Regions from separate parts of the Oryctolagus cuniculus genome. Here region 2 is linked to region 1. Evidence: chromatin contacts called from public Hi-C data. All regions are on one chromosome and are shown on one strand. The core of a region is the stretch at or near the end of the contact, and the rest is flanking DNA. Distances in the headings are between cores, read along the strand shown.

Region 1 (7,377 bases), core at 2,489-4,988:
AAAGCAGTAGAAGACTGCCCAACTGCTTGGGCCCCAGAAGAAGCTCCTGGCTCCTGGCTTCAGATCAGCGCAGCTTGGCCATTGTGGCCATCTGGGCAGTGAACCAGCAGACGAAGACCTCTCTTCTCTCTCTCTGCCTCTCTTCTCTCTGTGTAACTCTGACTTTCAATAATTAAGTAAATCTTTAAAAAAAAAAAAAGCCAATGAGAATAAACTGTGGTAAGGGCTCAAAATGAAGTACTACTGAGGCCATAAACAAGAGTGTCAATTTGTTAAGTCAACAACAGGAGTCACTGTGCACTTACTCCTCATGTAGGATCTCTGTCCTTAGTGTGCTGTACATTGTGATTTAATGCTATAACTAGTACTCAAACAGTATTTTTCACTTTATGTTTCTGTGTGGGAGCAAACTGTTGAAATCTTTACTTAATGTATGCTAAACTGATCTTCTGTATATAAAGAGAATCGAAAATGAATCTTGATGTGAATGGAAGGGGAGAGGGAGTGGGAAAGGGGAGGGTTGTGGGTGGGAGGGACGTTATGGGGGGGAAGCCATTGTAATCCATAAGCTGTACTTTGAAAATTTATATTCATTAAATAAAAGTTAAAAAAAAATGAAGTACTAAAGAGCAGGGAGCAAAAATGAACTAGAGCTGTCTCTCTTTTTTTAATGTTTATTTGAAAGGCAGAGTGAAAGAGAGAGGAGGAGAGAAAAATCTTCCACCCACTGGTTCATTCCCAAATTAGCTATAACAGCCACGTCTGAAACAGGCCAGAGCCAGAAGCCTTAACTCCATCTGAGCCTCTGATAGGGGTGGCCAGGGCCATCATCTGCTGCTTTCCCAGGAACATTAGCAGGAAGCTGGATAAGCAGAGGAGTAGCGGGAGTAGCAGTGACACAAACTAGCATTCCCATATGGGATGACAGCGTCACAGCAAAGCCTTAACAGGCTCTGGCACAACTCTAGCCTCTACAGCTATATACCTCAGCATGTACACATCTCAGAACAGAAGTGAAAAAAGATACAGAATGATATCTATAGTATACTATAATTTATATAGTTTGGAAATAAATAAAACATGATTAATATCTGTGAATAGATACGTCCACTATGTAACATAAAATCCAGTACAGGAAAGATAAACACCAAATTCAGGAGAGTAATTACCTCTGAAGCCAGAGGGAAGGGAACACATTTGGAAGGGGTTATAGAGAGCTTCTGGAATTATTTTTAAACTATAATCTGAGTCAAGTTTGGCAAATGGTAGAATCTGTTACAGCCAGACAAAAGGTACATGAAAAGTCTAATTTTAATTATACAGGCTTATGTGTGAGAACCAGTTCATAGTCAACAGAGTTGGGCTAGCATAACAATCACATACCGTTTTCCACATTTTCTTCAAATATAACACAGGTCCCAAGAGTGTCTGCAGAAACAACGTGAAGGTAACTTGTTGAGAGCTACAGAGGTACCGTCTCGGAAAGGCATATTAAAAAAGGAATTCCATGTAACTGCCATCCTCCTAACCTTCATACTCCCCAGCAAAGACATAGCGGTCCACTTGCAGAATGGGCCTCTCTGAATCAATTCCCTGCAACAGAATAAAAGATCATTAAAAAAAAAATCATCAGGGAAAAACTTCCACCATGTAACCCTGCTACCAAGGATACACTTCCCAAAGGGCGGCACCTCAGGAGCATCTTGTTCTAGCAAGTTCAAAATCAACCACAACTGCTCCTCCAAGCAGCCGCTACACATTCAGCACCACTTGACTCCTACCCAAGCAGCAAAGTCTGTTTCAGTCAGCATCCTCTTCCAGCTTAGGGCAAGCTCAGAGGCCATTCCAGCAGCAGCAGCCTAATGGTTTTAAAGGAAAGGGATGAGGCCGGCACTGGGGCTCACTAGGCTAATCCTCCGCCTGCGGCACCAGTACTCCGGGTTCTAGTCCCGGTTGGGGCGCCGGATTCTATCCCAGTTGCTCCTCTTGCATTCTAGCTCTCTGCTGTGGCCCAGGAAGGCAGTGGAGGATGGTCCAAGGGCTTGGGCCCTGCACCCACATAGGAGACCAAGAGGGAGCTCCTGGCTCCTGGCTTCTGACTGGCGCAGCTTGCCGGCCGTAGTGGCCATTTGGGGGGTGAGCCAATGGAATGAAGACCTTTTCTCTGTCTCTCTGCCTGTCAAAAAAAAAAAAAAAAAAAAAAAAAGGAAAGGGATGAAGCAGATGGTAATTTACGAGGCTGACACTCCAGCCAACAGCAGGTGTGATGTCCATGAAATCTCTCACAGGCATCTTCTCCCCCTATCCACGGGTTAGCCTCTGTGTGCACCTGATCAGTGTTTCTTCCCTACTGCTCTTAAGTTTCAAAAAGCAATGCATTGGGGCCAGCGCTGTGGCGGAGCGGGTAACACTGCTGCCTGCAATGCTGGCATCCTATATGGGTGCCGGTTTGAGTCCCAGCTACTCCACTTCCAATCCAGCTCTCTGCTGTGGCCTGGGAAAGCAGTAGAGGATGCCCAAGTCCTTGGGCCCCTGCACCTGCACGGGCAACCCAGAAGAAACTCCTGGCTCCTGGCTTTGGATCGGTGCAGCTCTGGCTGTTGCAACCAATTGTGGAGCGAACCATCGGATGGAAGACCTCTCTCTCTCTCCCTCTCTGCATCTCCTTTTTGTATGTAACTCTTTCAAATAAATACATCTTAAAAAAAAAAAAAGGCAATGCATTTTTTCAACACATCATATTATTCCACATCAAAATGTTACCTGCTCCACACCTTAACCTGTCTCTGCAGCCACACTCTGGCACTCATGCAAACACACGGATCACTCCCCCGGAAATCGACTGCTACAGTCCCGCCTGTGCACCCTTTGGGACCCTAGTGGGTCCCCCCTTTGTAAGGTGCAAGCCACACATCGGTCTTTGGCCCTTCTGTCAATGTAAGAAAAGCCACACAACTGTCCAATTCCATTAGACTCACCAAAATCTTGCATTTATTTTCACACTTGGAGAGAAAGTCTGAATCCATAATTCCCGACAATTCCACCAGCACCAACTGCTCCTGGTGGAGGAAAGAGGGGCAAACATGCCAGCGTGGCGGGAGGAGGCAAGGAACCAAACAAGTCCCAAACTGTGAACCCGGGCCCCGTGTTCAGCCAGGACGCAAGCGACGGCGGCTACCGAAGGCGCCTTCCCCACATTCGAGCCCGCCTGGCGGAGGCGGCTCGCGCTCAGGGCAGGACGCCGGCGAGGCGCCGCGGGGCCTCCCTCGCGCCGGACGGGTCCCGGACTCCCTTCCCACACGCAGCCTGCGCCGCCATCCCCGCCCCTGGCGAGCGCCGGGGTTTCCCGGCCGCAGCGCTTACGGCCTCTTCTTCCTCGCCCGTGTCCTCCCGCCGCCGCCGCCCGGCCGCCGCCATGGTCGCGCTCCTCCTCGCGCCCGCGTCAGTCGTCCCGCCCGCCGGCGCCGCCATCTTGAGTCCGGGCAGCAGCTCCGCCGGCTCCTGCGGCTCCGCTCCTGCCAGGACGCGAGATGGCGTCGGCCGGGGGTCCCGGCCCAGGGCGCCACGCACGGGCGTGAGCTTGGGGCGGGGCTTCGCCGGGCTCCGCGGACGACCCTCAGGAGAGGGGCGCTGCCCCCCGCCCCGGGAGCCGCTGGGCTGCGGGCTCAGAGGATCCCTGGTGTGGGAGGAGAGGGACCCAGCGGCCTTGTGTTGACCCCAGCGTAGATTTCTTGGAAAGAAATTGTTTTCTTTTTTAAAGATTCAATCATCCACTCATATATAAGGCAGAGTTACTGAGAGAGGGAGAGATCTTCCATCCGCTGGTTCACTCCCCAGATGCCCAGCATTCCAGGAGGCTGAACTCCCTCCGGGTCCCCAACGTGGGTTCAGGGACCCGAGCGCTTGAGCGGACTTCCACTGCCTCCCCAGCCTATTAGCAAGGGGCTGGATTGGAACAGCTGGGACTAGAACTGGCACTGTTATGGGACACCGGCCTGGCCCCACCCCGCCTCTCTCTGGCCCCACATCCCCTCCGCCACAGAAATTCTTACAGGATTAAATGAAGTAATACACATAAAACAGAATTAGCCCAATATTTGACACATAGTAAGCAGTTAATGTCTCTCTATTGCTTCTCAGCCTTTTGGCTAAGATCAAGTGTAGTATCAGTTAATGTGTCTCTAATCCATTACTAGTAGTAATATAGAGAATTTTTTGTTTGGCAATAGTTTTAAAAGGTTAATAGAAAAAAAGGAAGTAAAAGATAAATTTATTTTGGTGCAAAGTTTTTTTTGAAATCCAGAGGAAGGATTTTTTTTTCTAATTTACTTGACAGAGTTATAGATAGTGAGAGAAAGGTCTTCCTTCCATTGGTTCACCCCCCAAATGGCCGCTATGGTTGGCGCTGTGCTGATCCAAAGCCAGGAGCCAGGTGCTTGAACCAGGTGCTTCTTCTGGGTCTCCCATGCGGGTGCAGGGCCCAAGCACCTGGGCCATCCTTCACTGCCCTCCTGGGCCACAGCAGAGAGCTGGACTGGAAGAGGAGCAACCGGGACTAGAACCCGGCACCCATATGGCATGCTGGCGCCGCAGGCGGAGGATTAAGCAAGTGAGCCACAGTGCCAGCCCCCAGAGGAAGGATTTTTAAAACAGTCCATGAGAAATGCATATGATGATAAAACTATGCATAGTTTACTCCCCCACAGCTGGGGCTGGGCCAGGCAGAAGCCAGGAGATCGGAACTCAATCCAGGTCTCCCATGTGGCTGTCAGGGACCCACACACTTTAGTCAACAACTGCTGCTTCCCAGGGTACACATCAGCATGAAGCATAATCAGAAGCAGAGCCAGACACCAGGTACTCTGATATGGGATGTAAGGGTCCCAAGTGATGTCTTTGTAATATTTATCATAAATTTGGAGGGCGGAGAAAGATTACATCCCCTGGTTCACTCACAAAATAGCCATAACGGCCAGGACTAGGTCAAGCTGAAGCCAGGAGCTTCATTCAGGTCTCCCACATGGGTGGCAGGAACCCAAACATTTGGGCCATCAACCACTGCCTTCCAAGGTAAGTTAGCAGGGAACTGGATAGGAAGCAGAGCGGTTGGGCTGGAACCAGCACTCTCTTATGGATTGCTGGCATCGCAAGTGATTTTGTTTTAAGATTTATTTATTTGAAAGGCTAAACTAGAGAGAGAGAGAGAGAAAGAGAGAGAAGAGAGATCTTCCATACACTGGTTTGCTCCTTAAATGGCAGCGATGAAGCCAAGAGCCTGAAACTCCATCTGGGTCTTCTATGTGGGTGGCAGGGGCCCAAGCACTTGAGACATCATCTGCTGCTTTCCCAGGCAAACTAGTAGGGAACTAGATCGGAAGTGGAGTAGCTGGGCCTTGAATCAATGCTCATATGGGACGGTGGTGGCTTTACCCATTGCACCACAATGTTGGCCCCTACAGTTGAAATATTTTTTAAAAAAAGATTTACTGGGGCTGATGCTGTGGCATAGTGGGTAAAGCCACCACCTGCAGTGCCGGCATCCCATATGGGTGCCGGTTTGAGTCCCAGCTGCTCCACTACTTATCCAGCTCTCTGCTGTGGCCTGGGAAAGCAGTGGAAGATGGCCAAAGTCCTTGGGTCCCTGCACCCGCATGGGAAGACCCAGAGGAAGCTCCTGGCTCCTGGCTTCAGATTGGCACAGCTCCGGCTGTCATGGACAATTGGGGAGTGAACCAGCAGATGGAAGACCTCTCTCTCTTTTTTTCTCTCTGCCTCTCCTTCTCTCTCTGTGTAACTCTGACTTTCAAATAAATAAATAAATATTTAAAAGAAAAAGATTTATCTATTTATTTGAAAGAGAGAAATCAATCTTTCATCTGCTGGTTCCCTCCCCAGATGGCCACAATGGCTGGGGCTGGCCCAGGCTGAAGCCAGGAGCCAGAAGCTTCATCAGGTATCCCACACATTGGTGGCAGAGACCCAAACACTTGGGCCATCCTCTACTGCTTTCCCAGGCCATTAGTAGGGAGCTGGATCGGAAGTGGAGCAGCCACAATGTGAACCGGCACCTATATGGGATGCTGGCACTGCAGGTGTTGGCTTTACCGACTATAACACAAGGCCAGCCTCCACAAGTGCCAACTTAACTCCAGCAGACAAGCACTTTTGGACAGATGTCCTCGTGGAAGAGTTTTCTGTAAGGATGCAGTTCTAGCTCAGTCGGGTGATAGTGAGGCAGGAAGCAGATAAGGGCTAATTGGGGAAGCTGAGGGGGGGAAAATTTCCAAAAATATTTCCTTAGAGGCTATTTGTATAAATAAGATAACAGCTAAACAAATCCCAAAAGCTTTCAAAGCCTAACTCCTTGTTTGATACATGACTTGTCAAGAACTTGCCTGTCTAAAAAGCCTTCCCTTGGAAGCTACATGTATAGACATGATAACAGCCAGATGGCCGGCACACCAGGTGACTTCAACACCACACCTGGGCCCCTCACCCAGGAACCAGCTCCCATAAAATCACAGCACCAGTTATCTGCGGGGCCTCGGGTCTCAGCCTCATCTCTGATCCATTGGTCCACTCCTACTCTATGAAAGACTCTGCTTGCTTTTCCTGTAATAAAACTTTTCTGTTACTGTCGGTGTGAGCCTCATTCAATTCACCATCTGAGATTTAAAAGAACCTGGTCCCGGCCGCGGTTCAATAGGCTAATCCTCCGCCTGTGGTGCCGGCACACCGGGTTCTAGTCCCGGTAGGGGTGCGGGTTCTGTCCCGGTTGCCCCTCTTCCAGGCCAGCCCTCTGCTGTGGCCAGGGAGTGCAGTGGAGGATGGCCCAAGTGCTTGGGCCCTGCACCCCATGGGAGACCAGGAGAAGCACCTGGCTCCTGCCTTCGGATCAGCGTGATGCACAGGCTGCAGCACGCCGGCTGCAGCAGCCATTGGAGGGTGAACCAACAGCAAAAGGAAGACCTTTCTCTCTGTCTCTCTGTCTCTCACTGTCCACTCTGCCTGTCAAAAAATTAAAAAAAAAAAAAAAAAAAAAAAAGAACCTGGTCCCTGACTTTCTATCTAGGACTCCAACAACAATAGCGTTTGTTCTCAGGGACTATGTGCACGAGAGCCTCTCCTTCATAACCTCCTGGTTTAATTTCTTCTTGTTGTTGTTTAACAACATTGATACCTGAAAATAAAAGCAATATCCAAAATGCAGTAAGTCAATGGCATCTCTGCCCCAAAAAGGAATGTGATACATATACATGCTACACATGGAGGAACTTGAGAACATTATGCCAGTGAAATACTTGAGTCATCCTCCACTGCTTGCCCAGGCCATTAGTTGGGACCTGGATCAGAAGTGGAACAGGGGCCAGCGCTGTG
Region 2 (7,377 bases), core at 1,737-4,236, 350 kb after region 1:
CAGTACTGCCACAAATTGTGAGTCCATCTTTTTTTTTTTTCTTTGCAGCTGATAATTCCAGCATGAGAATCCTGGGAGGATCGTTCCTGGTTCGTTGTCCTGCTCTCTGCTTCTTCTCTTGCTGCTTGGTGATCTCTGATTCCTAAGTCATTTTGCTTGTTCTGGGGGAGTCCCGCAGGCCTGAACCGAAGGTGCTTACTCCAGAGATTTTTCACTTGCTTCTTCCAGGAGCCGGAGGGTTGCTGTAGTCCTTTTCAAGGGCCAGGGTGCAAAGCGGGAGACTTGACTTTGGCTTCTACACTTCACAGGGGCCTGGGGCTTTGTGGCGGGTTTGTGCAGCACTTACCTCCTCCAACTTGGGTTTCAAATCACTGCTCTTGTTTTCTTTCTAAAAGCTTTAATTATGTGAGGCAGAGACAAACAGACTGACAGACCGACAGAGCTCCTATCCTCTGATTCACTCCCCAGATGTCTGCAACAGCCAGGGCTGGGCCAAGATGAAGCCAGGAGCTGGGGACTCCATCTGGGTCTCCCATATGGATGGCAGGGACTCAGAGACTTGAGCCATCACCTGCTGCTTCCCAGGGGACACATTAGCAGGAAGCTGGAATTACGGGCAGAGCCGGGCCTGGGCCCCAGGCACTGTGATATGGGATGCAGGCGTCTGAGTGGTATCTTAGCACGAGGCCGAAGGACCGCCTGCTTTTGTTTCCCTGGTTGGACTCTGGAGGGTTCCTTGGAAACCATGCTGCCTCTGGGAGCCAGTAGGATTCTAGCAGGACAACGTCCAGAGCACAGGCTGTGACGCAGGAGTTGGGAGTGACGTCACGAGTTCATGGTGTCTGAGATGGAAGGAGCTGTAGCCTGCTCTTCAATACTTGAAGAAAGACAAAGCCATGGTGCAGGAAACAAGAGATCATGTCTTTTTTTTTTTTTTTTTTTTCCAGGCAGAGTTAGACAGTGAGAGAGAGAGACAGAGAGAAAGGTCTTCCTTCTGTTGGTTCACCCTCGAAGTGACCGCTGCGGCCGGCACTGCGCTGATTTGAAGCCAGGAGCCAGGTGCTTCCTCCTGGTCTCCCACATGGGTGCAGGGCCCAAGGACTTGGGCCATCCTCCACTGCACTCCCAGGCCACAGCAGAGAGCTGGACTGGAAGAGGAACAACCGGGACAGAATCTGGCGCCCCGACCGGGACTAGAACCCAGTGTGCCAGCGCCCAGGTGGAGGATTAGCCTAGTGAGCTGCGGCGCCGGCCTTCAAGAGATCTTTTCAACGCTCTTCCTGTGTGTCTGTCTCCCTAACTATACCTATAGATCTATATCTTCATATATAATTAAAAAGTTAGAGAGGCGAAGATCTAGATGGGTGTAAGATTTCCTTTAAGGGGCTGGAGCTGGTACTCAGAGTGGAGGAGGCAGCAGCAGCAGCAGGATCACTGGGAGAGGATGAGCAAGGCTCATTCCCGAGTCTGTTTACAGAAGGGGCCTCGCCTCGCTGTGTCTTCCCCGCTGCTGGCTTCATAATTGCTGGACGTAGCTAGTAATTTCTCATCTGAACATCCATCTTGAAAGGCCCCTATAATTTTCTTATTTCCAAGATGGGCAGTCAAGGAGTCCGCTTGGTCTTATCATCTGGTGGCTTTTCGGAGTGGACAATGCGTGGACCGTGTGACTCGATCTTGTGCAGATCCCTGTAGCTAAGGGGCTGGAGTCAGACAACCAGATCTCGGAGACACGTCTCCGGCTTCTGCGGGCCAAGCCATGGTTTTGTCCCTTCCATGTCCACTCACTGGGGGTAGGGATGGTGTTGAGGGCGCCGACTTCTGTTTCCAAGTCTGAGGTCCCTGCTCACGCATGAGCACCTCTGCCTGGTGTGGGGGCGTCTGCCCGGCCCAGCCCCTCTGCGGCCTTGCACTGCTCCGCAGGGCTTTGCAGCCCACTCAGTTCTCCGGCGGAAAACTGCCCAACGCCAGGCTGAATTCTGGGGGTGGAAATTAGTTGTTGAACCAAATCTGGGCTCCCAAGAAAAACCACGTTTTACAGAGCACGTTTTTTCTTTTATTGGTTTTTGCTCTAAAAAGCAAAGGCCCGAGAACAGCTGCTGGCTGTTTATACAGTCTTTTTGGCTGAAGTGTTAGACCATAGGTGTTTTCTTCTCCACTTAGAATGGCACGTATTCCTACCCAGGCAGCATAAGCCCTCCGCCCACATGGTCACCAGTACTAGTGTGCGCCTCTTCCCTCTTCTTAGGTCTCTGCGGGAGATCGAAGTGTTGTTTTGCTTTTCCTATTCTTTCTTTCTTTTCCAATCCCTAAATATCCCCAACAACCAGGGCTGGGCCAGGCCACAGCAAGGAGCCTAGAATTCCACTGGGTCTCCCACGTGGGTGGTAGGGACCCAAGTCCTGAGGCCATCATCTGCTGCCTCCCAGGGTGCCCAGTAGCAGGAGACTGGAATTGGGCGGAGGTGGGACTTGAACCCGGCACTCTGATAGGGGATGTGACATGTTAACTGCTGTGCCAAACGCCCACTCGCAGTTTCTGACTGGTGGTCTTGAACTCAGGCTTTGGTCTCTGAAAGTAGATGGCTAGGATGGGTCAGCATGCTGCTGCTCACCTCTGGGGCCGCCTCGGCGTGGGTATTCACATGAGACGTTCCAGTGGAAGCTTCCGGAGGTGCCAGTTGGTCTGTCCGTCTGGATCGCAGGAGGGAAAGTGGCTATGGGCTGGCGTGCTCCCTGCTCTGATGCTGATCTGGAATTCGGAAGCTCGTTCCTGCCGCACCTCACCTCCGCGGACATGCTCTGAGCACATCACCATTCATCACCACCCTCAAGGTCAGGTTCAGACTGTCTCTTCTGAATCTCTCGTAACCTGTGACTCATGTGTTAGTCATCCAAGCACGTGCAAACTCCACCATAGAGGCTAGGAAAACACTGCAGTCTGCGGCAAGATCAGCAGGGCTTAGGCAAGCCTTGGAGACGGCGGAAACCCACTGCCTCGCCTGCGCCAGGGAGCAGCCCAAATGCTTCCCACACCCGCGGACCGTGTGTTACCATAGCAATTCCTACCCCATGAGACAATGGTGACAACACCGCGCTACATGTTATTTCAGGTTTTCTTGGGAGTTTATTTGCCTGCAAAATGACTCCCTTTCATCGAAAGTTTATCTTCTTTTAGGTCATCAGCTTGTCTTGATTTCTAGGTGGGGGAATGGTCTGACCTTTAATTTTGGAAAGGGCAGCTCCTTGTACCTCAGTTAGAAGAGACAGCTGCTGGCTGCATCTCCCTGATTCTTCAGACATGCAAATCCTGCCCAAGGAATAGCAGGTTCCTTCATCCGTCACCCCAAGGGCCAGGACACCTCTAAGTCAGTCTCCAGAACGTGGGGATTCTTGCAAGGTGATGCCAGAGAAGCACTGTGGGCTTGCTCAAAGCAAGATAAGCCTCGGTGGCCGATAACCTGTGTAGCCACCCCTGTGAAGTGACATCACCACCTGTCATAGTCACGGTGTCACCTCCGATCCCCCAAGCTCCCAGAGGTCCTCCCCAATCTTAGTCTTTTGTCATGTGTCATTGAACAAACTTTGGTTGAACTTAGTAAAAGAACATGATTTTTTTTCTTTTAAAATAACGGATCCAAATTAGATGATTAGAAAAAGTTCCTTCCCATGTGTGAACACAAGACAGTACGTTGTATGACACTATTTGCAAAGTACATTTTTGTGGTAAAATAATATCTTCCTTTGGGAGATAAGGGTTTGGGCCCACTCAAGATTCCAAGAAGTCATGCAGCAAAGGAATTTCACGCAACTCTGTTCTCACAGGGTTTTTCTTCGCCTCTCTGCATCCGGCCAGTGGGAAAAACTGGTCTGGAAACCTGTGTTGAGGTTTGTCAATCACCATTTCCAGGCTTGGTCCTTTTGAGATCCCGGGCCCAGGAACCACTGGAGATCCCATCCCACTGCGGCCATCTCTGTCCTGGTCCTCGTGTCAGGAGCCACTGCCCACTGGCCCTCATGCCTTCTGTCTCCTCTCCACGACCCCCTCACCCGCCCCTCTGCCTGCAGGGGCAGCTTCTGTGTGGTGGTTCACTTCCTATTTCGTGATGAACACATGTGTGTTCCAGTGGGGGGCTGGTAGGCGTGGGCAGAGCCATATGGTGTGAAGGATATGTGGCAGGACGGCCCCCCTTACGGGGGGTAGCTGTTGCCCAAACGTAAGGGGCAGGACATTTGCCTGAACCTGCATTAAGGCTGGTGTGGAACGTGGGACACATATGACTTTGTTAAGGGAGACTGGGGGACAGTGACCTGGACAAGTGCATTGCATCACAAAAGCACGGCACATGCATCTGAACCCAGTGATTGGCAGCCTGGTCCTCCCCGTGTCTCACCCTTTAGGTACCTGGGGTGGGGTGGCAGGCTTGTCTTGAGCAGGGGCTGCATATCCTTGCCAGTAGGTCTTCTCAAAGGACAGCGGGTTGGTTCTGGCTGCTGTAACAGAACACCAGAGACCAGGCAGCACATAAACAGAAATGTCCTCCCCAGCGTGGGCGTTGGGCACAGCAGCTGACATGCTGCCTGGGATGCTGCATCAGAGTACCCGAGTTCAAGACCCAGCTCCACTCCCAATTCCAGCTTCCTGCTAGTGTGCAGCCTGGGGAGTGCTGGCTCAGGTACTTGGGTTCCTGCTACCCACATGGGAGACCAGGACTGAGTTCCAGTTCCAGGCTTCAGCTTGCCACAGCACGGGCTGTTGTTTGCATTTGGGGAGTGAACCAGCAGATGGGAGATATTGCTGTCTCCCTCCAATAAATAACTAGAAATAATTAAATAATAAAAAATGTATTTATCATGGTTCCGGATCCCGGGCAATCTGTGAGCAAGGTGCCCGCAGTTTCGATGTCTGGTGAGGGCCCTCTGTGTGGGAGACAGCCAGCTTTTCTGTGCCAACTCACACGGCATGAAGGGGTCTCCCTGAAGCCTCTTTGATGAGGGCACAGATCCCATTCATGAGGGATCTGCCCTGGTGATCCACTCTCCAAAGTCCCTGCCTCCTAATGCGACATCACCTTGGGGTTAGGATTTCAATACATGACCTTGGAGGCTGGAGGGGCACAGACATTCAGACCATAGATGGGTTGATTCGTTTGTCAATGAGATCAGACTGGATGTCTCACCGTTGGCACACACACCATGGATTACGCTGGCACCGGGCACCAGGTTTATTTGGCCAAATGCATGCTCCCAGACGCTAGCCATGTGCACACTTTGCGAGGAGACAGACAAAAGCTAGAAACTGCTTGCCCAACAATCATTAGTTTTATAGCTGAGTAAGTTATGAATAATCGTGCTTCCAGCGATTTCATTACCAATCTGCCCCCAGCAGCAAGATGAAGCTGATAACATGTTTATGGGCTAGTAAAGTTTTTTTCTACTAATTTGCAAGGCTATAATAAAACCCATGAACTTGATGGCCTGCAGGAAACATAGCGAGAACTAGGAATGCAGAGTAATTTGGAGCTTGAGGGCGTCTTCAGGCCGTGCAGGAAATGACTCTCAGAGAGCAGATGAATCACAGGATTTTAAACAGAAAATAATGATGCTCACTTTAAACTTAACCAGCTATAGCCTGAGGGAAAATGTTTAAATTGTGGCGATTTCCTGCTTTCAATTATTCTTGATTTATGGGATAAAATTATTTCAAGTATGTAAAAATAATATACAAATAAAAAACAACCACTGGAACACAGTGCATTCTGTAATGTATTGTTAACTTTATTTTTTAAAGATTTATTTATTTTATTTGAAAGGCAGAGCTACAGAGGAGAGGGGAGGGAGGGAGGAAGAGAGAGAGAGAGAGAGAGATCTTCCACCTGCTGGCTCACTCCCCCAATGGGCCAGGCCAAAATCAGGAACCAGAAGCTTCTCCCAGGTCTCCCACGTGGGTGTAGGGGTCCAAGCACTTGGGCCAACCTCTGCTGCTTTCTGGGCCGTTAGCAGGGAGCTGGATCGGAAGTGGAGCAGCCGGGACTCAAACCTGTGCCCATATGGGATGCTGGCACTGCAGGCGGTGGCTTTACCTGCTATGTTACAGCGTAGGCCCAGATATTAACTTTTATTTGTTACACAGTGTTCATCCACAGTCACATTGTGCCCTCTGGTGGCAGAAGTGTTATTACACTTAGAAGACACGCCCTGGTATATTTTATTTAGACATCAATCAGCTTTGTTTTGGGAGAGTTTGTTCAAGTGGAAAGATGGTTTGCAGAGGGGAGTTGGTGAAAATTATTGCCAAGGTACCTTAAAGGATGCAATCTTGGGGGAGGGCTATCCTGAAATGGGAACAAACACCGAAAGGAGTCCTGATGTTTTAAAAAGACGCAAAGAGAAAGCAGCCAGGGTTACAGAGAGGCAGAGGGAAAGAGAGAGAGGGAGAGAGAGAGAGAGAGAGAGAGAGAGAGAGAGAGAGATCTTCTATGCACTGGTTCAGTCCCAAAATGGCTGCAATGGCTGGAGCTGCACTGATTCGAACCCAGGAGCCGGGAGCTTCTTGTGGGCATCCCATGTGGGTTCAGGAACCCAAGGACTTGGACCATCTTCTACTGCTTTCCCAGGCCATAGCAGAGAGCTGGATTGGAAGTGGAGCAGCTGGGACTCAAACCGGTGCCTATATGGGACCGGCACTGCAGGCAGCAGCTTTACCTACTATGCCACAGTGCAAGCCCCATAAAGTGAAGTTTTAAAAATAAATTATATAATGTTTAATACATAGTTATATACATAAACATTTTTACAAGAATGGGATCGTGATATTCATACTCTTTTTAAAAATAAACATTGGGGCTGGTGCTGTGGTATAGCTGGAAAAACCACCGCCTGCAGCGCCAGCATCCCATATGGGCACCAGTTCGAGTCCCAGCTGCTCCACTTCTGATCCAGCTTTCTGCTATGGCCTAGGAAAGCAGTAGAAGATGGCCAGGTCCTTGGGCCTCTGCACCCACATTGGGAGACCTGGAGAAAGCTCCTGGCCCCTGGCTTCGGATCGGCGCAGCTCTAGCCATTGTGGCCATTTGGGGAGTGAACCAGCGGATGGAAGACCTCTCTCTCCCTCTCTCTGCCTCTGCCTCTGCCTCTCTGTAACTCTGCTTTTCAAACAAATAAATAAATCTTAAAAAAAAAAAAGAGTTAAAGAAGCTCCCAATGATGGGGCCGGAACAGCCAAGAGAAGGAAGAGAACAAGAACCAAGGTGGCTGACACCGGAGGGTGAGCAGCTCCGGGGAGGTCAGTGCTGTGGGATCTGTCTGGGGCCATGCCAAGACGGAGTGTCCGTCAGACCTCCTGGTGAGACACCAAGAATTTGGAGTTGAGAGAAAA

The links. A called contact is a pair of places that touch in the nucleus more often than the background predicts.
Region 2: a Hi-C map of embryonic fibroblasts shows a contact between it and region 1, with 7 times the contacts expected there. The contact joins the enhancer-like site here to the promoter of GTF3C6 in region 1. A contact is called at or near these places in 5 of 6 Hi-C or Micro-C datasets (ear pinna, embryonic fibroblasts, psoas muscle and 2 more).

Annotation. Positions count from the first base shown.
Region 1 is chr5:60,658,683-60,666,059 of mOryCun1.1, forward strand. GTF3C6 (general transcription factor IIIC subunit 6) reads right to left here and starts at 3,739. Exons shown (of 6, transcript XM_051854406.2): 1 at 3,364-3,739; 2 at 2,979-3,059; 3 at 1,530-1,593; 4 at 1,384-1,428. The coding sequence starts at 3,471. It also overlaps the pseudogene LOC127493284.
Region 2 is chr5:61,007,550-61,014,926 of mOryCun1.1, forward strand. No RefSeq gene overlaps it. Among named protein-coding and RNA genes, the nearest start is that of SLC22A16, 25 kb to the right of the region's middle. Within about 2 kb of position 2,987, at least 3 of the 8 cell types and tissues checked have an H3K27ac peak or open chromatin away from gene starts, as enhancers often do.